Regions from separate parts of the Mus musculus genome. Here regions 1, 2, 3, 5, 6 and 7 are each linked to region 4. The links are chromatin contacts, called in public Hi-C and promoter capture Hi-C maps. All regions are on one chromosome and are shown on one strand. The core of a region is the stretch at or near the end of the contact, and the rest is flanking DNA. Distances in the headings are between cores, read along the strand shown.

The links. Promoter capture Hi-C pulls out the DNA fragments that hold promoters and counts their contacts. Hi-C and Micro-C count contacts between places; a contact is called where the count stands out from the background.
Region 1: a promoter capture Hi-C map of liver shows a contact between it and region 4, with 7 times the contacts expected there. The contact joins the promoter of Med22 here to the promoter of Gtf3c5 in region 4. A contact is called at or near these places in 5 of 39 promoter capture datasets (erythroid cells, hippocampal neurons, liver and 1 more), 1 of 484 Hi-C or Micro-C datasets (the G1E-ER4 cell line) and 1 of 9 other capture datasets (liver).
Region 2: a contact with region 4 is called in a promoter capture Hi-C map of liver, with 3 times the contacts expected there. The contact joins the promoter of Cacfd1 here to the promoter of Gtf3c5 in region 4. A contact is called at or near these places in 4 of 39 promoter capture datasets (the C10 cell line, hippocampal neurons, liver and 1 more) and 2 of 115 datasets of contacts at active chromatin or transcription factors (astrocytes and bone marrow-derived dendritic cells).
Region 3: a contact with region 4 is called in a promoter capture Hi-C map of embryonic stem cells, with 2.1 times the contacts expected there. The contact joins the promoter of Agpat2 here to the promoter of Gtf3c5 in region 4.
Region 5: a contact with region 4 is called in a promoter capture Hi-C map of pre-B cells, with 4 times the contacts expected there. The contact joins the promoter of Dipk1b here to the promoter of Gtf3c5 in region 4. A contact is called at or near these places in 3 of 39 promoter capture datasets (hippocampal neurons, liver and pre-B cells) and 1 of 115 datasets of contacts at active chromatin or transcription factors (pancreatic cancer cells).
Region 6: a contact with region 4 is called in a Hi-C map of B cells, with 6 read pairs. The contact joins the promoter of Surf4 here to the promoter of Gtf3c5 in region 4. A contact is called at or near these places in 5 of 39 promoter capture datasets (embryonic stem cells, erythroid cells, hippocampal neurons and 2 more), 1 of 484 Hi-C or Micro-C datasets (B cells) and 2 of 115 datasets of contacts at active chromatin or transcription factors (embryonic stem cells and large pre-B cells).
Region 7: a contact with region 4 is called in a promoter capture Hi-C map of pre-B cells, with 3 times the contacts expected there. The contact joins the promoter of Spout1 here to the promoter of Gtf3c5 in region 4. A contact is called at or near these places in 2 of 39 promoter capture datasets (liver and pre-B cells) and 1 of 115 datasets of contacts at active chromatin or transcription factors (pro-B cells).

What each region holds. Positions count from the first base shown.
Region 1 is chr2:26,909,095-26,912,588 of GRCm38.p6, forward strand. It overlaps Med22 (mediator complex subunit 22), which reads right to left and starts at 1,548. Exons shown (of 4, transcript NM_001033908.1): 1 at 1,199-1,548. The coding sequence starts at 1,321. It overlaps Rpl7a (ribosomal protein L7A), which reads left to right and starts at 1,713. Exons shown (of 8, transcript NM_013721.3): 1 at 1,713-1,736; 2 at 1,912-2,032; 3 at 2,328-2,477; 4 at 2,925-3,065; 5 at 3,272-3,351. The coding sequence starts at 1,734. Gm23969 (a small nucleolar RNA gene) reads left to right here and starts at 2,167; the gene lies at 2,167-2,240. It overlaps LOC115489587 (a small nucleolar RNA gene), which reads left to right and starts at 3,124; the gene lies at 3,124-3,197. It also overlaps LOC115489586.
Region 2 is chr2:27,007,213-27,011,185 of GRCm38.p6, forward strand. Cacfd1 (calcium channel flower domain containing 1) reads left to right here and starts at 2,714. Exons shown (of 6, transcript NM_029862.4): 1 at 2,714-2,893. The coding sequence starts at 2,776. It overlaps Adamts13 (a disintegrin-like and metallopeptidase (reprolysin type) with thrombospondin type 1 motif, 13), which reads left to right. Exons shown (of 29, transcript NM_001001322.2): 28 at 1,321-1,505; 29 at 2,044-2,413. The coding sequence ends at 2,235.
Region 3 is chr2:26,601,871-26,605,886 of GRCm38.p6, forward strand. Agpat2 (1-acylglycerol-3-phosphate O-acyltransferase 2 (lysophosphatidic acid acyltransferase, beta)) reads right to left here and starts at 2,547. Exons shown (of 6, transcript NM_026212.2): 1 at 2,159-2,547. The coding sequence starts at 2,340.
Region 4 is chr2:28,581,966-28,585,595 of GRCm38.p6, forward strand. It overlaps Gtf3c5 (general transcription factor IIIC, polypeptide 5), which reads right to left and starts at 1,314. Exons shown (of 12, transcript NM_148928.3): 1 at 860-1,314. The coding sequence starts at 1,012.
Region 5 is chr2:26,627,074-26,631,069 of GRCm38.p6, forward strand. Dipk1b (divergent protein kinase domain 1B) reads left to right here and starts at 1,384. Exons shown (of 5, transcript NM_019833.3): 1 at 1,384-1,626. The coding sequence starts at 1,564.
Region 6 is chr2:26,932,235-26,936,232 of GRCm38.p6, forward strand. Surf4 (surfeit gene 4) reads right to left here and starts at 1,277. Exons shown (of 6, transcript NM_011512.3): 1 at 1,041-1,277. The coding sequence starts at 1,088. It overlaps Stkld1 (serine/threonine kinase-like domain containing 1), which reads left to right and starts at 1,822. Exons shown (of 19, transcript NM_001379463.1): 1 at 1,822-1,878; 2 at 3,080-3,166. The coding sequence starts at 1,864. It overlaps Gm36591 (a long non-coding RNA gene), which reads right to left and starts at 1,034. Exons shown (of 2, transcript XR_374179.1): 1 at 1-1,034.
Region 7 is chr2:30,176,512-30,180,562 of GRCm38.p6, forward strand. Spout1 (SPOUT domain containing methyltransferase 1) reads right to left here and starts at 1,948. Exons shown (of 12, transcript NM_172660.4): 1 at 1,879-1,948; 2 at 1,409-1,454; 3 at 1,082-1,210; 4 at 812-971; 5 at 228-317; 6 at 104-153. The coding sequence starts at 1,914.

The DNA.
Region 1 (3,494 bases), core at 298-2,797, 1.7 Mb before region 4:
CTAGAATCAACACAGGGAGCAGCCACCTGGCTTAGCTGCCACCGCCGCCGCCGCCGCCGCCACCCGCCTTCATGTCTTTACCATAGCCTGTCAGGCCTTCCCGCAGATCCAGAGCCTACTTCCTGTCTAGACAACTGGCAATGTCTCCAACCCCTTCTTGTTCTCTGGGTGACGATAGGTTACTTCATGTCAAAAGGACACTGCCCAGTCTTTGTGACAGTTTATAAGAAATAAAGGGCTAGAGAGATGGTACATTCAGTTCGATTCCCAGCAACCACAAGGTGGGTCACAACCAGCTGCCATAGGATCTGATGCCCTCCCTCTTCTGTCTGATGTTCTCTTCTGTCTTGCAGGTATAGATGCAAATAGAGTCCTCATATACATTAAATAAATCAATCTTTTAAAAAGACATTGACTTATTTAATGTATATGAGTTCACTGTTGCTGTCTTCAGACACACCAGAAGAGGGCATCAGATCTCATTACAGATGGTTGTGAGCCACCATGTGGTTGTTGGGAATTGAGCTCAGGACCTCTAGAAGGGCAGTCAGTACTCTTAACTGAGCCATTTCTCCAGTCCTTAAATAAATAAATCTTAAAAAGAAAGAAAAGATGTTCAATAAAGGATTAAAAAGACAAACTTTCTGATCTCTGAGTTTAAGCTTACAGGTGGACCAGCTGGAGCCTAACACAGACCTCAGTGGGCTTGAGGCTTCTCAGAAATTATTTAAATAGAACAGCATTTCTCAACCTGTGGATTGCCTTTCACAGGGGCTGCCTAAGACCATCGGAAAACACTGGCATTTACGACTCAAAGGGTAACAACAGTTCTGTAGTTGCAACAAAAATAATTTTATGGCTGGAGGTCACCACAACATGAGGGTTGTGGTGTTTAAGGGTTAAACTCACCAGTCATCACAAGAATCTATGGCAAGGGTAAACCTCAGCCCAGGTGGCTAGTGCTCAGTAACTAACGTAGAGCCCTGGCAAACGGGCCAGAGTTCTCCTCTCTGCTCTGTGCTTGTCACTATTTGGCTCTTCTATTTATCTGCTGTCCCATTACTTTTAACGCCTCTTCACTCCTACCCGCACCGGTCAGGTGAGTCACATTCCCTCTGCTTTCCTCACCCCTGTACCCAGGCCCCAGGGAAAACCAGTCCCAGCCTTCTCCAATGGCTTCGGAACAGCTACCACACACCTTGGCGGTCTTGATGATCTCGGTGAAGTTGTCCATGATGGACTTGATGTCGTCTTTGAGCCGCTTGTTGTATGACTGCAGCAGCGTCTCCTTGCTCTGGGGAAGGGCTCTCTGCTGGGCCATGGCGGGCCCTGGACGAGAACCAGTCTGGTCCGGCCCGAACCGAGTACTGAGGGCTGGGGACCGGGATTTCCGATACAACAGCTCCGTCCACGAACACACGCCCGGCAGCAGGCCCTTACGGCGAGGGAACAAAGCACCCGCACGCTCCTTCCCGCGGCTTCCGTTCACTCCTGGCGCCTCCCGCCGCCTCTCGGAGCCTGCGGTCCGGTGCCAGGGCCCGCCCGCCTGGACGAACGCGCAGCCGCGGCCCGACACGCCCCCGCTCAGGCTCCGCCCCTCTGTCAGAGTCCGAAGTGGGTCCTTGTCGCTTTAAATCCGAAATCCCGCGAGGGCGCCTGCTCTCGCGATATCTGCGGCCACTTACTTATCCCCCACAATTCCCTCTTCTTTCTTTCTCCAGCAGCCGAGCAAGATGGTGAGTGTCTCTGGGCCCCCGCGCTATCCGCCTCCATCCGCCGCCCGTCGCCCGTCAGCGGCGTTCTCCGCCGTCCCTGTCTCCTCGGGGTCCCTCGCGGAAAGGGAGCCACAGCGACCGACTCACAGGCAATGACTCCGCTGCCCGATGGCACGGGTTTCTCTCTTCCGTACAGCCCAAAGGGAAGAAGGCCAAGGGGAAGAAGGTGGCCCCGGCCCCCGCCGTCGTCAAGAAGCAGGAGGCCAAGAAGGTGGTCAACCCTCTGTTCGAGAAGAGGCCCAAGAACTTCGGCATTGGTAAGGAGTGGCGTCGGCGTGTCACAAGGGCAAGGCGCCTTGACGGGCAATGGACTGAATGAGAGCCGGGCACCGTCCCGAGCAGCCGCCACTGCGCATGCTCGGCTGGTGTGAGAAGGGGAATGGTGGTCGTGTGCAGATGATGTGACAGAATATTTGCTATCAGATGAGTGGTGATGACACTAGAACCACCAAGATCGCTGATGCACCGACGCCCTCCTGCCCTGGGTACTGCCTCGGCTGCAGGCCGGCCCGAGGAGAGGCCTCGGTCACAGTGTCCCTCTTAACTTCCCAGGACAGGACATCCAGCCCAAAAGAGATTTAACGCGCTTCGTCAAATGGCCCCGCTACATCAGACTGCAGCGGCAAAGAGCTATCCTCTACAAGCGGCTCAAAGTCCCTCCTGCCATTAACCAGTTCACCCAGGCCCTGGACAGGCAGACAGGTGAGGTTCCGGGCCCCAGAGCCAGAAACTGGCCCCGAGTTTGCCCTTACTGCAGTGCATGGCCACACTAATACAGCTATGAAGAGAGAGGTGGAAGGGGGTCCCCAGTCCCTCCACCTGGAATGGGCGGGATTTGGTGAGGAAGCAGTTGAGGAAGGATCCCCGTGTTGACCTCCTGCCGTCTCATCAGTGTACCACAATAGGGTGGTTTTGTTGGGGGATCAGGGTCTCTAGTTGTGGAGCTCAGCATTGCTGCCTGTTTCATGAGTGCTGGTATTAATGGCATGAGCCACAGCCATTCAGGGCTAGGAGGTCAGACACAACTTTTCAATGCCAGGTTAAGTGACAGGTTAGAATTGGGCCTGGGCGTGAGATTGCTGGCCAAGTAATAGCCCCAGCGCCTTTAAAGGGATTCAGGCTTAGAGTCCAATTGAATGTGTTTTCCAGCTACTCAGCTGCTTAAGCTTGCCCACAAGTACAGGCCAGAGACAAAGCAAGAGAAGAAGCAAAGGCTACTGGCCCGTGCTGAGAAGAAAGCTGCTGGCAAAGGCGACGTCCCAACTAAGAGACCACCTGTCCTCCGAGCAGGTCAGTGCTTCCCTGCCCGTCCCCCCCACCCCCCAAAGGGAGGATGGTAAGGCAGGCTGTGCAGTGATGTGTGAATTTCTTCACCTGAAAATATTGTGAAGAGTAAATCGAGCTTTTTAACCCTGAGTCGCAGCTTAGTGGAGCTGCATTTTTGTGACTGCAGCAGCCGGAGCACACAGGCAAAGTGGTTGTGTTGTATGTTCCAGGAGTCAATACAGTCACCACCTTGGTGGAGAACAAGAAGGCTCAGCTGGTGGTGATTGCCCATGACGTAGACCCCATTGAGGTAGGTGTGAGGTTCTGTGTGGCTTCTGGAAGGTTGGGATCTCTTGCTGGGTTTGAAGAGCTGGGGAAAAGATTGGTGTGGCTCTTGCAATGATGTCAATCTTTGACTGAAGTGACCTTGAAGTGCAATTACTGAGCTTTTTA
Region 2 (3,973 bases), core at 1,464-3,963, 1.6 Mb before region 4:
ACCATGAAGCAAATTGGGGAGGAAAAGGTTTATTCAGCTTACACATCCACTTTGCTGTTGATCACCAAAGGATGTCAGGACTGGAACTCAAGCAGGTCAGAAAGCAGGAGCTGATGCAGAGGCCATGGAGGAATGTTCTTTACTGGCTTGCTTCCCCTGGCTTGCTCAGCCTGCTCTCTTATAGAACCCAAGACTACCAGCCCAGAGATGGCACCACCCACAAGGGGCCCTCCCACCTTGATCACTAATTAAGAAAATGCCTTGCAGCGGGATCTCATGGAGGCATTTCCCCAACTGAAGCTCCTTTCTCTGTGATAACTCCAGCTGTGTCAAGTTGACACAAAACCAGCCGTACACTGCTTTACCCAGAATCCAAACAGTATCAGCCCTCTTGATCACCTCAGGGTTTTGATGTAAAAACAAGATGATTGAAGATGTCTTACCTCGACAACTCCAGACATTTTTGCATGGCCCAGGTCTCACGTGAAAAACACTACAACTGGGGTGTTGCCTCTGCAAAGGAGAGGCTTCATGTTATCACCCTTTCCCCTGCCACCTCCAGCCATGAGCTGTGTTGGCAGCAAGGTCCCATCCGGGAGCCCACTGGCTTCCTCCTCCTTCCTTCTCACTTCTCACATGCAGACGATCTGCCTCGAAAGAGAGGCTTAGGTGCAGCGGGGTTCCCACTGATGACGTCACTGGACAGCACAGTCAAACTCAACTTCTTAGCCAGTTCAGCGTTTTAAGTACTGTGTAGCCCAGTTTATTGACTTCTCTTTTAAGGTGCCCAGCCCAAAGCATGCCACTGTTGCCTTCTCCCCACAGAGGGCACCAACACCTCTCAGTCCCTTTAAATATTAGGAATTACGATGTACATGTGTGGGCATGCACATGGCACGATGTGGGTGTGGCGGACAGAGGGCAACTCCACCACGGAGCCAATTTTCTTCTTTTATCTTTACACGGGTTCTTGGGATTGAACTCAGGCAATCAGGCTTGTGTGGCAAGAACCAAAAGCTTTTCCGCCCTCGTCGAAGTTAGGGTGTGTGTTTGTGGGGACGGGGCTGAGGGTCAGTGATAGAGGTTCTTTCCTGCCATGGGGATCCTAGGAATCAGACTTAAGTTGTCTGCCTTGTACAAAACACTTCTGCTGAGCCACCACTGCCTGCCCCTTTCAGATCACTGCCTGAAGCTAGTCTATTAGAAGTGGACAGAGTAAAGGCCCACCAGAGGGACGGGAGAGGCAGTCAGGGAACCCCCTGGTGTCAGTAGTCTCCCTGAGGTGGCCCTCACCCAGCCTATCATTGTTCTTGCCTGCAGAATGTGACAGGCAGCTCTTTGGACCTCGGGGTGAAATTGTGAGTCCCTCACTGAGCCCAGACGGGAGGAAGGCAGGGACCTGCAGGGTCTTCATCAGTGTGGCTCCACAGGCCCGCATTGCCATCCGCGCCCTGGCCAGTGATATGGGCACTGCTTCTGAGGGGACCAATGCCAACTATGTCTCGGTGAGGCCACGAGGATGGGGACAAAAAGGGGGTAATCTTTTGATACGATTCTGGAGAGCTGTCTCTAGGAAGGAGGGAGGGAGTGTTGGCATTAGGGAACACTTTTAGCTTATTTTTCATCCAAAACTTCAAAATTATTGGAAAGAATGGGAAGGAGGGTTTCTGCCACTCACTCACTCACCAGGGAATGCTTGTGGCTCTACCCACAAGAAGGAAGAGAGAAGGCCTTCCCTGGGAGTCCATTGCCTGTTGACCCAGCGTGGAAGCATCGTGTTTGTGTCTGGTGTTTTGTTTGTTTTCAGAAGAGCATAGGTAGGGTTGCGATTCAGTATGCTCTACAAGGCACCAGAGCACCTCAGACTTAGTCTTGAGCAGGATCCTAGCTCTTGTACCTGGTTGTGTGTTCTGGGGAGTTTCTTGGGTAGAACCGAGTGTCCCTCATGTGGGCTCCTTTAAGAAACAAAAATGACTCTGAGTAGCCAGGAGTTTATAAATAATGATCACTCATGGCCTGTTCTGGCTACTTGCTTCTCCACAGATCAGGGACATCCACAGTCTGAGGACCACAACATTTTGGGGGCAGCAGGTGCTCTACTGGGAGTCCGAAGGCAGCGAGGCTGAACTGGAGTTTAGCCCTGGCTTCCTGGAGGCACATGCCAGTCTCCAGGGCGAGTATTGGACCATCTCACCTAGGACATCGGAACAGGACGACAGCCTGGCTCTGTCCTAGGTTTCTCTCCAACAGCCGGGGAGTATGCAACTTTAGCCTCTTTAGAAGTTCTAATGCCTGCTAGCCTTAGGGAACCTCTTTTAGTGACCTTTTCCAGGTGCAGAAGGGCTGGGACTGGGAGGTGGAGATCAGAAAAACAGTCCCAGCCCCCAGTGGTTAATAAAGGATACAGGATACCAGACTGGAGTTTTCCTCCCATAACCTGCCGCCCATTACAAGCCTAGCTCGAAAGCTCATTCTACTGCAAGGCGGAGTTCCTTGGAGGTCTGAACAAGGCCTTTGCCACTTCTGGATGACGTCTTCCAATCTTGCAAAGAGGAAAGGCCAGACCGGATCCAGCGCACCTGCTGGGTGGCAAAGGGCGTCTGACAGTCTGTAAACACGCCCCTTATGCTATACTCCATTTCCTCCCGCCCTCCCCCCGCCCCCCGGCTATGGCCTGCGGGCCCGCCCCTATGCTAATCACCACCTCTCCCACAAGGCCGCGCGCGGGTGGACACGTCTCTTTGTGCGCGCCTGGGGCTGCGCGCAGCGTTTAGCATGAGCGGCTCGGGCGCCGCCGGAGCGGCCGCGGGCCCAGCCCCGCCGGCACAGGAAGAGGGCATGACTTGGTGGTACCGCTGGCTGTGCCGCCTGGCGGGAGTGCTAGGAGCGGTGTGTGAGTATCGGGTCCAGGGAGCGGGCGTCCCCGGGGTTGCCATGGCTCCCGGCCTCAGGCCTGCAGTCCACCGCCGGAACTCGATGGCTTACTGCCCAGTTGTTGCGGCCCTGATCAGAGGAAATGAGACTCACAGAGGACGCGCGTCTGCCCCTTCCCGGCCCTGCCTCGGCCTGGTGATGCTTACCTGGGCTGGGGTGGGACTGCCAAGTTCCCAGCCTTTGGACAAAACTTGTTCATAAATGGGGGGCAGCTCTCCACAGGCTGGGAAGTTTGCTTGGGGGTCAGATGGTGCCAGGAGAAGAGTGGCCCCTCAGGGTGGCTGGGCAGTGATCGGAGTTCTCCTCGGGTTCCTACTGTCCACACTCTCCTAATGCTTCTCGTCGGCCTAGTATCCTCCACACCAGCAAGCTTTCTCTGCTCTTGTAAAGAGGAAGGCAGGTCCGCCTCTTCAGTGCAGCTATGTTGCTGGCCTTCCAAACAGTGTGTTTGCTAAATCCTGGGTGTCCCTTTCATTGTGAATTCCTAGAAGTCCAGGTGAGTGCTGGGAAGGCCCGAGGATCCATTGCCTACCTGGTACCAGAGCAGGAACTGTGTGGGTAGGGGAAGACTCATCCGTTTTCCTGTCTGGAGGAATACCTTGGAGCCCCATCTGTCCAGACGATCTTGCTAGTCAGATGGATAGGGTAGAGTTAGGTATGTGCTGCCCTGGTAAGGCAGCTCTGGAAGAAGTCTGCTGAGGTTGATCAAATCCTCTTCAGTGCAGTTAGCTAGTTCAAGGTGGTATTAAGGGGTGAGGGACAAGGAAGGGCCTGACCATGACCTGTAGGCGGCTATCCTCCCTCCGTCATGGTGATTCAGTCAGTGACCAGGTGATTTCTAGATTAGATTGACTTTGGAAATCCCACCCAGTCCCATACTTCCTGTGGGTACCTGTGCTACTCCCGAAGGCCTCCCTAATCCTCCTGCCGAGCCAAGCTATCAGTGAAACCTTACTGGAGACCTGTGGCCGTAGCTTAAATTGTTCCCTGAACCTGATCATTGGGATCAGGGGGGTGGACATCAAGGTTTTGAATACTG
Region 3 (4,016 bases), core at 1,297-3,796, 2.0 Mb before region 4:
AATTCTATCCAGCCTCCCTGGGCTTTACTATCCCCTTGTCGAATGCTATAACCAAGTCCCCTGTCCCCTGCCTCCTGTCACCCAACTCTGGTCTGTATACAGGGAAGGGCTCCACATGTACAGCCCTTCCTTGGTCTTAGCCCCTAAGCCACGTCTGAATAGTCAAACTTGGTCTCTGTGTTTCTAATGCTGTTCCTTGCATCTCAGAACTCTAAACCAAATGACAAAGGCTTCCTTTAGAAACCAGGTGCAGACCAGGGCTGTCCTTCCAGGAGCTCAGGATCTGGCTTACAGCCCTTTAGTGCCTTAAATTAATAACATCACTCAAGAGGCAGAGGCAAGTGGATCTCTGAGTTTGAGACCAGCCTGATCTACAGAGTGAGTTCTAGGACAGCCAGGGCTACACAGGGTTTTTCTAAACTCTCTCTAGAAAAACAAACAAAAAAACAGAACAATAAGATTAGCCCTTAGTATAGCAGTCATCAACCTATGGGTCTCGGCTTCTTTGGGGGTCAAATGCCCTTTCACAGGGGTAGAATATCAGATAACTTGCATATCAGATAGTTATGATTCATAAAAGTAGCAAAATTACAGTGATGAAAATAATTTTATGGTTGGGGGGGTCACCACAATATGAAGAACTGTTTAAAGGGTCATACAGCATTAGGTTGAAAGTCTCTGCCTTAGAGTGACTGTATGCAGCACCCTTGGAAAGCATCACTATAGCTGAGCCGGCACCAAGGGAATTTATTATAGAATTTATTATACACTGGCCCTCTGGGGTTCGGTTCCCAGAGCACCCTGTCCTGGCTGGGGGGATCTTGATCCCTTGCCTCCTTCTTTCCAAACTCTCCCAGTCCGCAAACCTTTCTGTCAAATTGCTTTTCTGAACCTCAGTCCCATCTGTTGCCCAGGCAGAGTAGCATCTGCAACCCAAGCTTGGCTGGCCTAGGCCAGGGAGGCACGAGATGGGGATGAGTCCATATGTGGACTGAGCAAGCCTCCACCTCCTAGCTAGTCAATCCCTTTCTTTTCCACTCACCCCTCTCTACGGTCATCCCTGGAGGATGTCATGCTTGCAATACTCCAAGGGCCCTGCTGTTCCTATCTCAACTCATCGCCTTATGAGGATTTAAGACAGGAACCCTAAGACAGGGTGGGGAGGTGGGGAGCAGGCCTCCCCACCCTGTTCTATGCACCGTGAAAAGTGCATAGCTAGGGCACCCTTGTCTTCTGTGCAAGGGTCTCCTCTGCATGTCTGCTCCCTGGGACACTGGATAGTCACTATAAGCACCTGAGAAATGAGGGCTGGGACCCACAAAATATGGCTGGTCAGGACAGCATCCTAACCCCAAAGACGACCAGATACAGCCGAGAGTCAGGAAACCATCATTCACAGTCCTTGTAACTACCGCGGGGGAGGAGGGGCTTCAGGGGCACAAGGTCCGAAACACCCAGGCAAGGCCAAGGCCAGGACATTGCAAAACCCACCCTCTCAGCAGTCCAAATGGGGCAGAAAGAAATGTAGCAACAGTCTCCTGGGAGTGTGGACAGGGAGAAAGGACTAGAGGCTTTTTCTCTCGGGCAGCCCCCATTGCAGGACAACCTAGCCTGATCTCCATACCTGTACCTTTTGCTTGTCCACTAAGCTTCCCTGCTCTGGGAGATGGGCAGAGGAGGATTCTGGCCACAGCCTCCTTCCTTTATTGCTAGCAAGCCAGGTCCAAAGACAGTTCGGCCCCCACCCCCCAGAAGAGGAAGTTAATGACAAGGAGAACCTGTGGCTACAACCTGGGCACAGGTGTCTTCTAACCGGCAGAGAGGTGGAAGCACGGACCGGAAGCCTGGCTAGGCTTCGGTTTCCCTGCTGGTGAAAGTGGGATTGGGCCTGTCCCACCTTCGCTCGGCCCCCTCCCTCTCCCAAAGCTAGCGGCGCGCGCAAACCCGACACTCCACGCTGCGCGCAGGGGGCGCCGCAGGGCCGAGCCCTACAAGCGGCGCACATCGTGACACGCGCCCCTGGGACGGGAAGCCGCGTCGTCGGAGGCTCCGGACCGTGGGGACGGCGGGGCGGGCGGGGCAGGAAGGAAAGAACGCGAGGAGCTCAGAAGTTAGGAAAGCGGAAGCGCGCGCCCATCCCGGCGTCCGGCCCCCTTGCCTCATGTTATCCACGGTGCGGCCGCCGTGGCGCAGCAGGCAGACGATCGAGGCCGCGGCGGAGAAGGACAGGCAGAGCACGCAGTAGAGACCGACCTTGGCGTAGAACCTGGCTGTGCGGCTCAGCTGCACAAGCAGCAACAGCAGCAGCAGCGCCGCCGTCAGCCATGGCCACGGGTCCATGGCGGCCGCACCCCAGCCCCGACGGCGCCGCCGCCCTCCACCCGCCGCCCGCGCCCCTTTTGAGGAGCGCCGAGGGTAGAGGGCGGGCCAGGCTGGAAGCCCAGAGCTAGGTGCGGCCGTCCCGCCCTGTTCCCGCCCCTCCGGGCCTGGCCCTGCCGGGGGGCATCGCGCCCCGCTCCGCCCCGCCGCGTCCTGGACGCGGACCCCGCCTCCCTCGGCCCTTCGGGTGTCACCCTCTCCGCCCCGCCCCTCCCTGCCACCCTGCCCCTTGCGGCAGGACATTGAGGTTCCCTCACTCGTCCCGCGGCTCCCATCTCTGAGCTGCCGGGTGGCCTGGGCTCTGGCGTTGCCTCCCACGCCCCTGCACCGGGGCTTGCGGCCACAAGTCCCCAGCCTGGCACCGCAGCTCCCTAAGGGTGTGCAACCGACCTAAGACGTGCCCATTATGCCAGTCTTGTCACCACACAAAGGACCATTGACCGGCTACTGAGTGACCAATGGTTACCTGACTAGGCCACCTGGCTGGTGGCCTGGGCCCTTTAGGTTCCCTTGAGCAGGGAGACTGAAGCCCTATTCCCATGATGCAACGAGCTGGGGGAGGCAGAAGGAGTAGTGAGAGTTTTGGAGTGGGGGTGTCTCTGGGGTAATGTGGCACCGGGGACCTTCTGATGCCCGGCCAGCAGTGTGGATCAGGCGATTGTGTTCCCATGCGCACTGTGTTCTAACCGCCAGCCTGTAGTTGGTGCTCACTGGGACACTTGTAGTAAGAAGCCTTGGGCTTGCAGGCCAGCCATATACATCCTTCCTGATCATGTTCTCAGAGCAGATGTCAGTGACAAAATGCATCTAGCTTCTTTTTTGGTGAGGTTGGTCTGCACCTAGGTGTGGAACTCAGCGATGGCTGTAGATATTAATGTGCCCACAGGCTCCCCTATATCCAGGCATTCTGAGAGAATCTCTGGTTTTCTCAGATCCGGAGAGATGATAATTTTAATATCTACCTATATAACTGTGCTTAGCTTTTTTTTTTTTTTTTAGACTTATTTTATGTATGCGAGTACACTGTAGCTATAGGTTGTGAGCCTTCATGTGGTTGTTGGGAATTGAATTTTTAGGACCCCTGCTCGCTCCGGTTAGCCCACTCAACTCTGGTCAACTCTGCTCCCTCAATCCCTGCTTGTACACCAGAAGACGGTGTCAGATCTCATTACCGGTGGTTGTGAGCCACCATGTGGTTATTGGGGCTTGAACTCAGGACCTTCGGAAAAGCAGTCAATGCTCTTACCGGCTGAGCCATTTCGCCAGCCCTGTGCTTAGCTTTTAAAGCAGGGCCAAAGCTGTGCCAGGGTGGGTAAGGAACCACCAGGAGTCACTCCAGCTTCAGGCTTCTGTGCTCATGAGGTTGCAGGCAGGGTGAGCTGCAGGGTTTCAGCTTCTCTGGTAGAAGACCCAGATATGCTTGGAGAGAAGGGGGGGGGGGAGAGGGGTGCTACGGGGCTGCTAGGATCCCAGCTGAGATCTCCAAGGCATCAGGTCCTCACAGCTCTGCAGCCCCCTCAGGAATGTATGCTGAGTCCTTCCTGCCTTTTAATTCTAACCAACCTGGTGTCCTTTTTATTTATTCATTTAGCGTATTGGTTTATGTTTTTAAGGTTTTTTGTTTGGTTTGGTTTGGT
Region 4 (3,630 bases), core at 64-2,563:
ATGTATCAAACTGAAATCTGAGTGGAATTATCAACGGAAGGAGCCAGAATCTGCTTATGCTAAGATGTTCAGGGAAATCATTTCTAAAGAAACAATTCCAAGATTCCACAGAGCATCACTTTAGGTCCACTACTTGTTGTGTGGTTATGTGGCCTGTTTACTTGTAAAATGCAGATGTTGTCAGTTCCGGCCCTGGGGATTGAAAGGACTGTGGCATGTTAAAAAATAAATAAATAAAAATTAAAAAATGCCGGCCCGTGGTGGCGCACGCCTTTAATCCCAGCACTCGGGAGGCAGAGGCAGGCGGATTTCTAGTTCGAGGCCAGCCTGGTCTACAGAGTTCCAGTACAGCCAGGGCTGTAAGAGAAACCCTGTCTCAGGAAAAAAAAAAAAAAAAAGCCGGGCAGTGGTGGCACACGCCTTTAATCCCAGCACTTGGGAAGCAGAGGCAGGCGGATTTCTGAGTTCGAGGTCAGCCTGGGCTACACAGAGAAACCCTGTCTCGAAAAAACCAAGGGGGGGCGGGAGAGCACTTTGTACGTGCTAACCACATAATACAACGCCGGCGAATTGTGTCACTTTTAGTTTCAACTACAGGTGGTGGAAAAGTTCTCTTTCCTCCCGTGCCTCGGTTTTCTGCCGAGAGCAATAAGGTCAGAGCAGCTCACTGTCCTGGGATAGATGCCAAGCATGCTACTCACATTTGGGGACAGAAAGAAAATACCGCCTAGTTCACAACAGGTCCTAGAGCTTGCCTAAACTCTCCGTTGCCACGGAAACCGCTCTCCCGCCCGGTGGTCCCGCCCATTCAGTAGACACGATTCCTTTCCCGCGGTCCCGGAGTTTCCCAGCTCCTTACTCGAGAGACGCTTTCCTCGCCGCCCAGGGTCTGTAGCATCTTGGCCTCGTTACGTACTACGCCCGGGTACTCCACGCACACCAAGCGCCGTTCCCGCCGCAGGTCCACAGGGATGGCGGCCTTCGGGTCCGCATCCGGCTCCGCCGCCGCCATGCCTACTAGTCTGGTTCCAGCCCGCCGCGGTCCGTTCTCAAATGGCTCCGCGAGGCCTCACCTCAAAGGTTCCGCGAAGGAATTGTTCCGGTCCTCCTTACCTTTCTCGTCTCCTTAAATCATGGAGACTCGAAGGCCTCCAGGAAGAAGTGCGTCGCCGCAACTGTTTATTTTGCTACACCACACAGAACTGGGGGCTTTTTAATTTAAAATGAAGAGGGTTGGACAAAGGGGCGAGACGAGGGCGTATCCCACCAGCCGACCCAACCAAGACAAGCCAGGATTCGACCGGGTTTTTCCGGATATCCCGTCCAATGAGAGCTTGAAGACGTGCCCCAGGCGTCCTCTGGCCCGCCTCTCATCCCTGAGCTGGTTTTCGGCTGTCAAAGAAAAAGCAGTCCACTGAGTCCTCTTAGCCTTGCTCCTGTGTGCATGTATTTAGGGCTGAGTGCAACTGTAAATTAACAAATTGATAACTTCTTATCATCACACCTCTGTGAGTTTAATACACAAGCTTCAAAGCCTTTGTTGTCATCTTGCAGAGATGACAGTAAAATATTAGATGCACATCGCATCCCATATTAGGATGTACGCACAGCATGCTTAGCAAAATTTGCAACATAGGCTACTCACCTGTTGGTTCTGTGAGGGTCTGATTAGATAGGTAAGTCTGCTGAACTCGGTGCTTCTACCTCTGAATGAGAAGAAGTTCGGTTCCTGAACCTACAAAGCTGCTTCTAAGCTACATGGAGCCTCGGTAAACCCCTCATCCAATGTAGCAACACTCTCAATATTCAGCTGTCATCTCTTCTCCTTATGATATAAACATGATCTTAGAAAGCGATCTCACGTTGTTCCTGTTCTCAGCGGGACCCTCACCCCTCTTTCCCCCCACCACCTAGCTGTCAGCTTCTCTTCATCACTTAGGTTTATGTATAGGCTTTATCTCCCCTGGGGATCCACCATGATAACCTAAACCTAGTCTGCTGATTTCCTTGGTGCACTCGGCACTCAGACGCACACATCGGGGAGCACAGCCTTATTTGCTTAATGCTGGCCTTGCTTTACTGTGTTGGCAGCTTCCTAAAGGTAAGTATTGCTTTGCTGCGGACCTCTCAGACCTGAACACGGGGGTAGACACAGAGTATACATTCACTAAAGATGTTGTGAGCCAGTGAATGAATGAGGCGACACTTTCATGACTCATTCAATCCAGGCCTAGATCGACACGTGGCCACAGAACACTGAATCAATCTCATTCTAGAGAGGCATGTCCGTATGTGAACAGGAACCACGGAGAAGGGCAGGAGGGGAGACAAAGACAAGGACCAACCTGAGGTCCTCAGGCCAAGCTTCTGAGAGAAAGAGACTTGGTCCTGCCTGGGATCCAAGCCAGATCTGGCGCACAGACCCTCACAAACAAAAACTTACCTATCTAATCAGACCCTTCAGACTGGAAGCTGAGAAGAGCCAAAAGGATCAGGCAGCTAATGAAAGCAGTGTCCACACATTTAGCATTTAGGAAATGCAGTCTCCTGCATGCCTGGGTCTGTGGGGAGTGGATGATGAATCAGAAAGCCTGTCCTTCTAGAACTCACATTGAGTAGCAAGAACAACTAGCAAAGGAATTGGAGGCTGAGACGCTGTTCAGTGATGGAAGAGGTGCTTACTGTTCAAGGTGTTGAGTCCCATCTCTAGGCTCCCTCCCACCTACCATTACACCTAGAAAAGATAACGTTGAGGAAAAATCAAGCCCATGGCATTTACCCATCTTTCTGCATCCAGCCTCTTCAGATTCAGTTTTCCAACAGGCCCTGGCACACAAGGTGAATTTTACAAGGCTCAGAACTGGGGCGCACTAGTTTGGTGACCAACACCCCTTCAGCCACTGCTCTAGGACCAAGGACGTTCTGGGCCTTAGCTGTCTAAATGTGCTCGCAAATCTCAGGTCCTGCTCCTGATACATAGACTTGGAGAAGGGCAGATGTCCTAGCCCCTGAGATGACCCAAGGCAATGGAAAGGGGATGCTGGCTGTGTAGCAGAGCCTAAATCCACAGGAAAGCATCGTCAGGCAAGCAGCATAACACTCCTATCCAGGGCTTTGCAGAACGCTGAATATTGTTGGCAGTGTGCCTTTGGAGGAACCAGGAGTGGGGAAAGTACTAGCCTTTTATCAACTAGTGAAAAGGAAATCTTTGGAAAATATTTTTCTGAGCTTCAACAGAGATGCGGTATAACTCATTGTATTCTCAAGGTCAGTCCACAGTGCACATAGTAGGTGCTTTCTTTAATATTCCCTTGCTAGGCGTTGAGTCTCCTTGGACTGGATGAGAAGTGTAATGTTTCCTTTTGGCCATCAGATGGCGACAGAACATTCACATGGGCAAGCCCTCCATCTGCTGGCGGTAAGTGGTCATGACATCCTGGAAGATGGAGAAGTTGCTGCACTAAGAAACCCCAGTTCAAGCCTGAGGTCTCCTGAGTTCAGGAGCCCCCTGAAAGGCTTATGCTAGTCCCAGGGCCAGTATTCTTGCTGTCCATCTGCTCCATCTGTGCCCACTTATACACATGTTCAGGGTCTCATCATTGGATGACAATGACCGACAATGGAGTCTTT
Region 5 (3,996 bases), core at 134-2,633, 2.0 Mb before region 4:
GCAGGATGCTCGATCTGCTACATGGATGCTGAAATTTGAATTTCAATCTTTATGTTTTCACAATAAGTGCTTTCAGCTGCTGAGTCATTTTTTTCAGCCTTCCCGTCACCACACTTAAACTACATTGTTTATCTGACCTGCAAAATCAAGATTGAAGACATAATAAAATAGTCAAACTGCTTAAGCAGCTCGTTTATAATTGGTGCGATAATGAAACAATCCCATGTTTCCCTTCTTTTTTCTCCTTCCTTCTTTTCTCCCTCCCTCCTTCCCTCCCTCTCTCCTTTCTTTCCTTTCTTCTTTCCTCTCTTCCTCCCTCCTTCCATCCCTTTCTTCCAGCCTCTCTCCCTTCCTTCCTTCTTTCCTTCCTTGAGGCAGGGTCTCCCTTTGGGCTTCTGGCTAGTCTGGAATTTGAAACATAGGCCAGGCTGGTCTTTCTGCTTCTGCTTCTTGGTTTCTGGGACACAGACTTGATGCTATTTTCCATTTGTTTTGTGACCTGCTCCTGGCTCTAGTTCTCTTCAGCCTTTCTAGCTTATAAATCCAAACCCTTCAGCTGGGCTCATGGGACTCTCGCTCCACTTTTATGAAGAGAAGGTTGGCCTGGTTCACTAATTGCGAAGCAATTAACATCCTTAAACTAAAGCTGTCTTTTATCATTTTGCAAGGCATATATATATGGACAGCACTGGGGCACAGGGGAAGGCGTATTCCCTGGGAATGCATATGACATCGCTATAGAACCCCTAAGAAAGGTGTGGGTGAGGATTGAGGGCAGCTGATGCGCATGGTGGACGGTGCATTCTGGCCATTGTCTGCTAAGTTCAATAAGCCTCTAACTAAGGTCAGCTGCTGCTTTCCTAATCACCCTAAATGGGAGTCACAGGAGAGGGGCGTGTCTGTCCATGGGCAGAAATCAGAAGAAACTGGTTCTCAGGAGTAGTTGCTGACCGCGTGGGCTGTGGGTCCTTCCCTATGCCCCGGTGCAACAAGGGCTGAAGACTCTCGGTGCCAGAGGTGGTGGCCTCAGGACTGACTAGCCTCACCTGCATACTGGGGAGGGATGGGGGCAGATCCATCAACGTCTTTTACCCTTGAAAAGGTGGAAGAAATGCGCAAGCGCAGGCGGGGACCTTACAGGTCCTCAGCGCCAGCCTGCCCCGGTGTTTCATGCTCACACAGGGTTGCCGTAGCGGGTCCCGGAGCTCTCGGGAGGTTGGGGGTGGGGGGGTGGGGGGTGGCGTAGGTCCCCAGCGGGAGAGCTAGACTAGCCGCGGGGCCGCGCGCCAGTCCTCCCACGCGCGTGCACGCCCCTTCCGTTTGTCTCCACACGCGCGCGCACGCCCCTCTGTCCATCTTCCCGCGCGTGCACGCCCCTCCTCCAGGCCGTCTCCCCGCGCGTGCGTCGCGGTCCTTGCTCAGAAAGGCACGCGCCTTGCCTTTAACGCGAGCCGAGGACGAGCGGCCCGCATGGAGAGCGAGCGGCGGCCGCTGCGGGCCTGGCCGGGCTGGGGCTGAGGCCGAGCCAGCCGCGGGGTTCCGCAGCCGGGGCCGGAGCCCATCATGCGGCGGCTGCGGCGCTTGGTGCACCTAGTGCTCCTCTGCCCCTTCTCCAAGGGCCTGCAGGTAAGCCGCAGCCGGCCAGGTGCTACCACACGGGGAGGGGCAGGGCGTGGGATGGCGAGGGTCGATGGGTGCACGCGGGTGCACCGGAGTCCTTTCTAACCTTCGCAACTTAAAAAAAAAATTCTGGAATAGCAAACTTGGCCAGCCCCTGGCCAGTTCTTGAGACAGCTGGAAACAGGGGCTGTGGTGACCTTGGGCCAGTGGAGGGCCAGCTCCTGTCTGCAGAAGAGGCCCCTCCCCTCATGCTTTGAGGTGATGGAGTCAGGCCTCTGGGCTCCAGCCGCTGGTTGCCACGGTCCTTAGAGCCTACAGGAAGGAGCCAGCCCTCACCAGTCTAGCCAAGGTCTCTCTGAAGGGCCGTCCTGAGGATGCTGGAGGATGCCTTTGTCCTGGGGCCTGGCCTCCCTTAGACTGTTTTACATAAAGGATGAGGACTGAAGCCTGTTGGATGCAGAGCTCTTCCAGGCCCAGATGCCCTTGTCTGCCCTCTTCCAGAGGCAGTAGCTTGTGCTGTGATCCATGCTCAGGCCTAGGTTGGGTTCGTGACCTGAGGTGTATGGGGGACCCTTCTTGTGCCAGGAGATGGGGTGTACCCATACCCCTAGCCCTGAAGCTAGGCCCTGACTCAGCAATGTGTGGACCCAGGAGTGGCAGGAGAGGGGTTTGGGCCAGTTCCCAGTGGGGCTGGTTCAGAGAGAGCCACTGGCTGAGCCCTTCCTGCCCCAAGCCTCAGTTTCCTGCGTGGGAAACACTAGGGCACCTGCCACCTGGCCCGGGTTTCCTGGGCAGGGAGTTTGCTGTGCAGTTACTATCCCTGTAATGACCTTCCCACCTTCCATGTGACTTTTCTGGAGCTGGACTGTTCAGCCTCGAAAATTATGGGCCCAGGGCTTGCCAACTTGTTCCCCACTGAGTGGCAGAAATCTGTGCGAGCTTTTGAGTACCACTGTGGTGAGTCCCGCCCCGGGGTGAGCAAAGACTCAGGGATCCTGGAGAAGAGCTGCGTCAGACAGAGGCCAGGTAAACCATCAAAGCTTAGCCAAGGTAGTCTAGGGGAGCCACCTGTGCCAAGGTGGCTTGGGAGGGCCTGCCTGGAGTGGTCTCTGACCTGCAGGTTTCTAGCGGCTTCTAGTTCTACATCACTTGGGCCAGCCTGGGCCAGCCGCTGTCCTGGCCCTGGCCCTGGCCCTTTGCTCTAGGTGTGGCTGAGTCCTTTGATCTGGCCTCACAGCCAGTGTCCCTGCAATTTCTCAGTCTTCCTGTTTTAATTTTGGACAAATCTGAAAGAAACAGCTGAGTGCCAGAGCCATGAGTGTCCCAGGAGAAGTCCCCAGAGCCATGCCCCGGAATAGGGACCATCTCCTAGAACTTTCTGGAAGAATGTTCTAGAAGAAGGGCTAAGCATCATTCCTGTGGTAGAGGTTCCTTATGTTCTGGCTCGGAGGCAACTAGGGTAAACTTGAGCTCAGCATGACTCCCAAATCCAAAAGTGGGGTGCTAGCTGGTTTCATTCTCAGACTTTCTGGCCGCGGGTAGACAGGAGGCCACAGGAAATTCTTGACATCAGTAGAGTCCCCCCTGTAGGGTTGCCGTGTTGGTTATTCAGGCCACTTAAGAGGCCGGGAAAGCTTTTCCTGTGATGGACTTCCTTTGTAAACTTTGTAAACCCTCAAGGTAGGAAAGTGGCCAGGTGCCTGCCTAAGGAGTCCTCCCTGTCATAACTGATTTCAGCCTCTGTCACAAAGGTCATGTTCATCCCCTCAACAGGACCCTCCCTATATTATGGTAATTTTAGGTGAAAAGTGTGAACAAAAACTTGCAATGCCAGAACAAGAAAGCTCACCAATTAACCCCTGAGCTCCCAAGCTCAGGCCCTGAAATCCCACCACTCCTCACCCTGGAAATCTTCATTCTAGAAAGCTTCCTGCCCCCTCCAAGAACCACTATATAAGATAAGCATTATGCTTTGTCCAATTCCCGGCTATCTGCTCTCTCCCGGGAGCATGGCAGCCACTCCTGGATTTGTCCCTCTTCTCCCTGGACTCTCCAATAAATCTTTTCTTTTATAAGATTTACTGCCTGGTGTGGGCTCTCTCATTGGAAGACGACAAGAAGCAATAAAGAGAGGAGAGGAAGAGAAGGAGTGGGGCTGAGGCCCTGGGGATCGGCTCCCTTGGGAGCCACGGTGCCTCTGCTGCGGAGGCTTCCTCTCAGAGCTGTGTGCTTTCTGGGCTTCTGAGTCCCAGAACACCCTCCCACCTGAGCAGAAAGGCCAGCATGCTGCCGTACAGGTCTGGCCTTCCCCGTCCCTGCTGCCTGTTCTCTATGGCTGATGCCTCCTTGCCCTTACCTTGAGCTTGGGACGTCTAG
Region 6 (3,998 bases), core at 27-2,526, 1.6 Mb before region 4:
AAATCCACTTGCAAAATGGTGGGTTTTCCAGCTGAAGATCCTGAGGTGAGCCGCTCACAAACTTGGCTATGAAGCCATCTTCTTAGAGAGCTGCTACTCAGGAAGATAAAACTGGGTCACTGAGAATTATGTCAACGAAACCCATCACAAGAGGAAGACCTTGGTCCATACAATTTTAAAATTATGTATTTAATGCAAAATCGTGGCATTAGAAACTTTTCCAAAAGGGGTAGAAATGCCTTTAAAAAGATCAGCTCACAGGAAAATGGTTCAACAGAACTGAAGGTGAACATGGGGAGGTGACACCCCTCAAAAGGAGGGGTAGAGAAGCTCATTTGAAGATGGTCACACACACCCAACCTTCGAGTACTCTAGGCCAAAAAATGCCTCCTCGTATCACCGACAGCCACGAACACACTAAGTGAACCAAAACTGGCTGGCGGGTGGGCCCCGGCACCATTCAGCCTCCAGGGCTAGTTCAGGTTATATTATGACTTCGCAGATCTAACGGGACAATTTCAGAAGTCAAAGCCTCACACTCACACAACTCCCACCCCATCCGTCGAACTTAATTGTAAAAAGTGGTGCCACCTGCGCCTCTCTCCGGCTCTAACCCTGCCCAGCTAGTCGCTCGGGCCCAGACTCATCCCAGGCCTTCCCTGCGGTTCACAAGCCACCTGTACACTTGGGAAGGCGAGCCAAGGGGCAGGCTCCTCTCCTTCGGCAGCGTGGACCCAGATCGGGCAACCGGAGCAGAGTCCACGCAAAGAAGGAAGGGCCAGGACGGTCCTGGACAAGGGCGGAGGGGCCACGCAGCGGGGCGCACAGAGTACCCCCTTCCCCAGAGGTCCCCAAGGAGCCGCCGCGGTTCAGAGGGCAGAGGGCACAGAGCAGCACCGCGGGCCCCGGGAGCCTCCCTGGCCGCCACCCCCAACCCCCCGCCCAGCCTCCCCTCGGATTTCTCCGTAGAGCTAGGCAGGACGGCGAGGACGGGCGTCCGTGGGGCCGTGACGGCCAGCGGGCTGTGGGGCAGGCCGCACCTGGTCGGCGAAGTCCTCGGCCGTGCCCATCAGGTCGTTCTGTCCCATGGCGGCGGCGGAAGGCTCAGCTGGCAGGTCCTGGGCGCTCGCGCCTGCTGCGGCCTCCACAGGAAGTACCCGGCGGCCGGCCTCGCTGAGCCGCGGCTGCTCTAGCGGCTGCCACGTAGGCCAAGCCTTAAAGGGACCGCGCCTCCCGCCGCGCCCCGCCCCGCCTGCCGCGCGCCCTCACGCTCCAGGCCCCGCCCGCCACGCTCGAGGAGCCTGGCGCCGGCGCACCGCCCTTCACGAACAGGCCCCGCCTCCGCCGCGCGCCCTTCACAGGTAGACCCCGCCCCCACACCCCAGGCCCCGCCCCTCCAGCCCCTACGGACCACCCCTAGCCCTTCAGCCTCTAGAACCCGAAGCGCTGACCACTTTCCACCCTCACCAAGCAGCAGGTCCCGCCCACCGTGCTGGTAGACTTCCTGCCACCTGTGTCTCCCGCCCGTAGTACTTGCGGCCCCGCCTGCCGCGTCGTCAGTCTCTGCCCCGCCCTCCACCCTACCCAACACACCGGGGCCCTGCCCTTCGTCCGAAACACGGCTCCCTATTCTCTGTGGCTTCTTTAAGGGGCATAGTACGAGTATGCCATGTACGAGCCAAAGTGCTAAGCAGACACGCCCCGGGTTGAGGGTTATGGAAGGCAGGTGGAGGGGCTGAGGAGGTGGGGTGGGCACACGGAGCAGTCACTACCGAGCATGCTCAAACGAGGGTTCGACTACCGGCCTGGCTCGAGGGCTTTGCCCGGTAGTAGGACAGTGAGGCAGTGTCTCCACGAGATACCATGGAAAAATATCAGGTGCTGAGATGCCCCCACAACCAAGGTCCAGTGTCCTTGGGCAGCGGGACAGGTCCGAGGGCCACACAGCCAGGCCCAGCCTCCATCACAGGGTGACCCTATGATCCCCGCATGTTTCCTCCTCCGAGTTCTCCTCCTTTGAGTCCTCCCAGGGCCTCAGTTTCCCTCTAAAATGATGACCAACCCCCAAGTCTGACCACTGGTTGGAGAATGGTGCACGTGCCCTTCCCCTTCCCTCCATGTATGGGGTCTTTAAAGGCAGAACCTGAGTGGTTGTTTTTTTAATCGCTTTTTTCCTCACATGTCAGCCTCATTAATTGTTAGACTCGGCTTATAAAAGCTTCAGTTTCGCTCATTTTCTTTTCCTCTTTTCCAGTATTCTTTGAGAGAAGGCTTACATGCGTTAGCCAAGCAAATGCACTTCTGATGGCCAGAAATGTTTAGAGAAAAACAAAAAACAAACCACTGCTCACTACCTGGGCTGAGCTCCAACGGACACCCTGTATTCCCTGTATGCTAATTATCCTTCCCGTACTGCCTACATATCTTGTCCCCTACCCCACGCTGACAGTGGCCTCTGTACTCAGGCCTCAGCCACCTTCTACCTGACAGCACTGATCTTGTAGAGTTCTGGCTTACAGACCAGTTCTGAAGGTGTGGCTTCAAAGATGAGCTCTGGCTCAGACCCCAGTCCCACAGCCACAGGCAAGGACCTTGCTCCTAGGCCCCAGTATCTATCTCTCAAGTGAATTGTAGGCAGCACCAGTGCAGGTTACAGAGGATGGCTGGGAAGCACTTCCTTCAGTACTGTGCCCTAGACGAAGCTATGACTGCACCAGTTACACAAATCACAGGCCTTGTTTGGATGTTCATTTTGGCGAAGGGTACTAGATGGGGTATCACTAGGGTTAAGAGCCACTTCTGCCCCCAGCCCCACCCCCCAACTGTCTCTTACCTATAAGGCTGCCCCTGTAGGCTTGGGGAAGGCCATAGGCTATAAAATAAGAGTTCCAGAATGGGCTTCGAGGGAAATTGTATTGGCCCCACCCTGGAAGGCTTCTCAATCCATCACCTAAGGCCATTTCCTCTACAACAAAATTGAGAGAAGAAGCCATACTTGGGGGTGGAGTGTGGAACCATCACATGTAGGAAGTAGAGAATAATGTGACGTTCTCAAAGTCTCTCTCTTCCTTGAGGATAGCTATTGCAAATGCTGAATCCTGGAGCCTTAGGGGTGAACCTGGTGGTGGAAGAACTGGAAACTGAAACCAAGTTCTTGATAAAGCAGGTAAGGTGCAGAGCCCCTTGCTCCCAAGTTACAGAGGTCTCTCAGACTCCAGAAATCCCCAGACAAGCCCCGTTGAGGCAAGTTGTAGCCTGAGACTTCTGGAGTTCTCTCTTATTCCTCTCACTCTGGTGCTAACCACACACTAACCACAATGCTCACCCACATGCCTGCGGTCATCTCACTGAACCCATCAACCCTGCCAACCCAGAACAAAAACCCCAATCTCACAGCCAAAGATGGTGAGACTCAGGAGTCCCATCCTCACCCAGGTTGCAGTTTCCCAAAGGACTGGAATTTAATAAGGGGTACAAGTCTCTTCTTTCTTTCTTTCTTTCTTTCTTCCTTCCTTTCTTTCTTTCTTTCTTTCTTCCTTTCTTTCTTTCTTTCTTTTTTTTTTTTTTTTTTTTTTTTTTTTGGTTTTTCGAGAGACAGGGTTTCTCTGTATAGCCCTAGCTGTCCTGGAACTCACTCTGTAGACCAGGCTGGCCTCAAACTCAGAAATCCTCCTGCCTCTGCCTCCCTGTACCACCACTGCCCGGCAAGGTGTACAAGTCTTACCAAACAGGAAAGGGGCAGAGAGGGTCCCAGAGGCTGAGCACCAGGCACACAACTAGCACAGCTGGGGTGGGTGCAGGCCCACAAGAGTACCCTAGAAAGGAGTACTGCTATACTAGTCCCTGTGCACCTTCCTCTGCAGTGCTGACAGGGACCTTGGGGATGGGGTCTGACCTCCCAGCAGCCTCAGCCCAGGAGATTTGGGCCTGGAGTGTTTTATCCACCTCTATTGCCAGTTAACTGTGGGGTCAGCTCTCTTATGTCACAGGCCAGCAGC
Region 7 (4,051 bases), core at 698-3,197, 1.6 Mb after region 4:
TGATGATAGGACCAGGCTCTACCCCTAGCCTGTGTTCCCACCTGGATCCATCTTGGTGCCTAAGGCTGAGTCATGGGAAATGGGGCAGGCACACTAGCTGTACCTGCAAACTGCAGATCTTGGTGCTTGGGGAAGAACGCCTTTCTCAGGTACCTAGGGAGGAATGCATCTGTCAGGTCCATCCTGGGGAGGCTGCCTCCCAGCCACTGCCCTCACCTCACACTTACTGTGGACACTCCAGGTACTGTAGGATGCGGGCCAGCTGGACACATGCCTGCCCTTTCTTGCCAACTCCCCTGAATTCTCCTTCCACACTCCTGGAAAGATTAAGACAGACCTCAAGATCCAAGTGCTGGGCTTATTATACTTTTTTTTTTATTTTCTTTCTTTTTCATTTGTTTTTGGGGACAGGGTTTCTTGGCATAGCCCTGGCAGTCCCAGACCTTGCTCTGTAGACCAGACTGGCACTGAACTCTCAGAGATCCACCTGCCTCTGCCTCCTGAGTGCTGGGATGAAAGGCGTGTGCCACCACTGCTCAGCTCAAGTGGCCTTCTGGTCTCCAGAACCACACTGGTGTTTGTACACAAGCACCATAAAGAAATGCTAAACACAACCCAAACCATCCAAGTGCTGAGCCTCAGCACAGACCATGGGCAAAACCCTGAGTCCACTCTCTAGCACCAAGGGTGAGAAAAAGTGAGTCTGCAGCTGCCTTTGAGAGCTCCTTCCAGGCAGCCAGGCAGGTGACAAGGAGCAGGACAAAGCCATGGCCACCCCTGCTGGTCCTCCCCACTCCCCAGAGACTCTCACTTGGTATCTTGGCCCTCCTCATCGAACACCACAATCTCATCCACACAGAAGATGGTGCAGGCTCTGGCGATCTGGCCAGCCAGGTAGGTGCGGAGCTCAGGTGACTGGGCATTGTCCAGGATGGAGCCTGGCAGGGCCACACTCAGAGTGTAAGGCCGTCCTAGCAGGGACAGGGGATGTTCCTGTCAGCCTGACAGGCTGTGGACCTTCCCTCCCTTGCATGTCCCCATGGCTCAGAGATTCAACTTACCTCACGACCCAGCTGCTTACCTTGGTTGCTCCTCTGGGCCGCCGCCTCTTCCTCCTCTTCCTGGCGTTTAGCCTCTTCCTCTTGGGCACGCTGCCGCTCCAGTTTCTTCATTATCTTGAGGTCCTTCCACTTCTTTTTCTCCTCTTTTTCTGGAGAATTATTGGAGGGAAAGGACTTGACATGGGGAGGAGAGTTCCTTCTCGCTGGGCTAGCCTAGGCTCTGGAGAGGCTGCCACCACTCACTTGGATACACTGAGACCCAAAGAGGGCTCGTCGGGCCATTAGCTGGTTTGTGGAAAGGGAGGGCTCAGTGCGCTTGCCCAACCCGGCCTCAGCTTTTTACTTACTCTGCTGTTTCCATTTTCGCCATTCAACCCTTTGGCCATGTTCACCCTGCAAGTAAGGAGGAAGATTGAGAGGCTGACCGGTCACACATAGGAGGGGCGCATCCCATCGGGCCTCCCGCCATCTGACTCTCTCAAACCAGGGTAGAAGTACACAGGGACTCGCCGTGCACAAAGCCTGGGATCAGATCCGGGAAGCTGAGGAATGAATCCCCATTGGGCAAAAGAAGAAACCGAGACAAGGGGAAGACAGGTATGGCCATAAAGTCGCCCTAGGAATCAGAAAATAAGCCAGGAGAGGACTCAAGACACCGTCGCCCCGCGAATGAATGTAGATCGGACCAGCTAACTCTGCAAGCTCAGGCTACGGGAGAGGGGCGAGGGGAGAGGAGAGAGCAGAAGACCCGGGCCGACACCACTGTGACACGCTGCAGATTCCAGGCCTAGCCCGGAACCCATCGGTCCGCACATACCGGACCACACGGACGCTTCCTCGGGCGCTCCGCCATGTTTCCAGGCCCACCGCGCGCCTGCCAGTTAGCCTCGCCTCTTCCGGCCACACCTCCGCGGAGCTGCCCAATCAGAGGCCCAGCGGAGAGTGGGGCGTGTCCTGGGTGCCAGGCTGAGGCGGAGCTCAGAAACGCCACGTGCGAGTGCGGAGGCTGCTGCGTTGGTACCCTGTCTCCAGGGCAACGAGTTCGCAGCACTACGCTGTCCGAACCCAGTAAGGCTCATGTGCCGCCCTTTCCATTGTTAGGTACCCTGGTGATATTTAGCTTCCATGTTTTATGTAAGGGCACCCTATTGGAAATTACAAAAGACTACCTTTATCCAGTTCATTTGCACTTTCTTTTTATTTATCCATTCAGTTTCCTGGGACTCCAGCTAAGGCCCGACGCGTGCTAAATTTAGTGCTCCACCAGTGAGCTATATTCCCAGCCTCGTCCAGACTTTATTCTTTTGGTTTTTTAAAAAGATTTATTTATTATTATACATAAGTACACTGTAGCTGTCTTCAGACGTGCCAGAAGAGGGCATCAGATCTCATTACGGATGGTTGTGAGCCACCATGTGGTTGCTGGGATTTGAACTCAGGACCTTTGGAAGAGCAATTGGTGCTCTTACCCGCTGAGCCATCTTGCCAGCCCCAGACTTTATTCTTTATCAGTTTAATTCATTTGTTTGCATGTAGTACTTTAAATTTTTTAAAAAAGAAATTGATACAGGGTCTTACTATGTAGCTTGGACTGACCTCAAACTCAATCTTCCATCAACCACCTGAGTGCTGTGATTGATTGATTGATTGATTTTTGGCAGCCCTGGATCAAATCCAAGGTCTCCAGCATGCAAATCACTGATCAACATTCTGTGTCTACTTTAAAATCATTTTAAGTAAAGAATGAGAAGATAGGACTGAAAGAAGTCCCTGCAGAAGACTTTTAGCTGCTGCTATAATAGCAGCCATTGTATCTGGCATGAATTCCAGAGGGATTGTACCTAGGGTTTGAAGAAGCCTTTTGTAAAGTTATTGATTGTTGTCTGAGGTTTTATGGGGTTGCTCTTCCAAGGATTCTCAGAGCCTTTGCATAACTTAGTCCTGAGACATACCTGACAAACCAGGATGTCTCCTGGGACTTGCTTAGGTATGCCTGGGAATGTAGGTTATGCCTGAGTATTGCTTAGGTAGGGTTCCTTCAGAGAAGCCTAGATAAGGTAGCAGGTTTTGGTATACAGAAATTGACTTGCTACAAGTACCTTTTGTGTAACAGTAAGGAGGGTCTGCAAAATGGTAAATATGTGAAGTTCAATGCCTGAGAGGATGAGCCCCTGCTGCTGAGAAGCCTAACAGGTCCTGCAGTGTCTCCTTTTCTTTGCTCTCCTGTATAACCCAGAACACCAACAGGTTCCTCCCCAAAAAACTTTTCTGCCTGATAGTTTTATATTAACTTTTTGTTGTTGTTTTTGAAACAGGCCTTAATATATAGCCCTGGCTGTCCTGGAACTTACTATGTAAACCAGGATGCCCTCAAACTCAGAGATCCTCCTGCGTGTGCCGAGCAAGTGCTGGGATTAAAGACTTGTGCCACCACGCCCACCCGGCTTGTATTAACATTTTACAATGATCCGATACTTTGTTACAGTTGAGGAACAATCCTGACACATTATTACCGCCAACTACAGTTTACATCACTCTTTTAGTCATACTTTCTTTTTGTCTGTTTTGCTTGCTTTGGTTTGTTTTTTTGAGATAATGTCCATCCTCCTGCCTTATCCTCCCAGGAGCTGAAATTACAGGTGTGGGGCACCCTGCTGTGTGAATTTTGACTTTATTTATATGAGTGTTTTGTCTGTATGTATGTGTGTGCACCAGAGTCTTGCCTGGTGCCTGAGGAGGCAAATGGATCCCCTGGGACTGAAATTATAGTAGATTGTAAAACACCATGTATGTGCTGGGAACTGAACCCAGGTCTCTGGAAGAAAAACCAGTCATCTTAACCACAGAACAATCTCCTCAGCATCCCAAGTTACTTCTTTGAGGTGCGATGTGGGGAGGCATGGACTGTGAAGCCCACACAGGCCTTCGTAGTGGGGCAATGTAAGAAAGACACCACTCCACGCTAGTACCAGCTACTCTCTGGCCCCAGC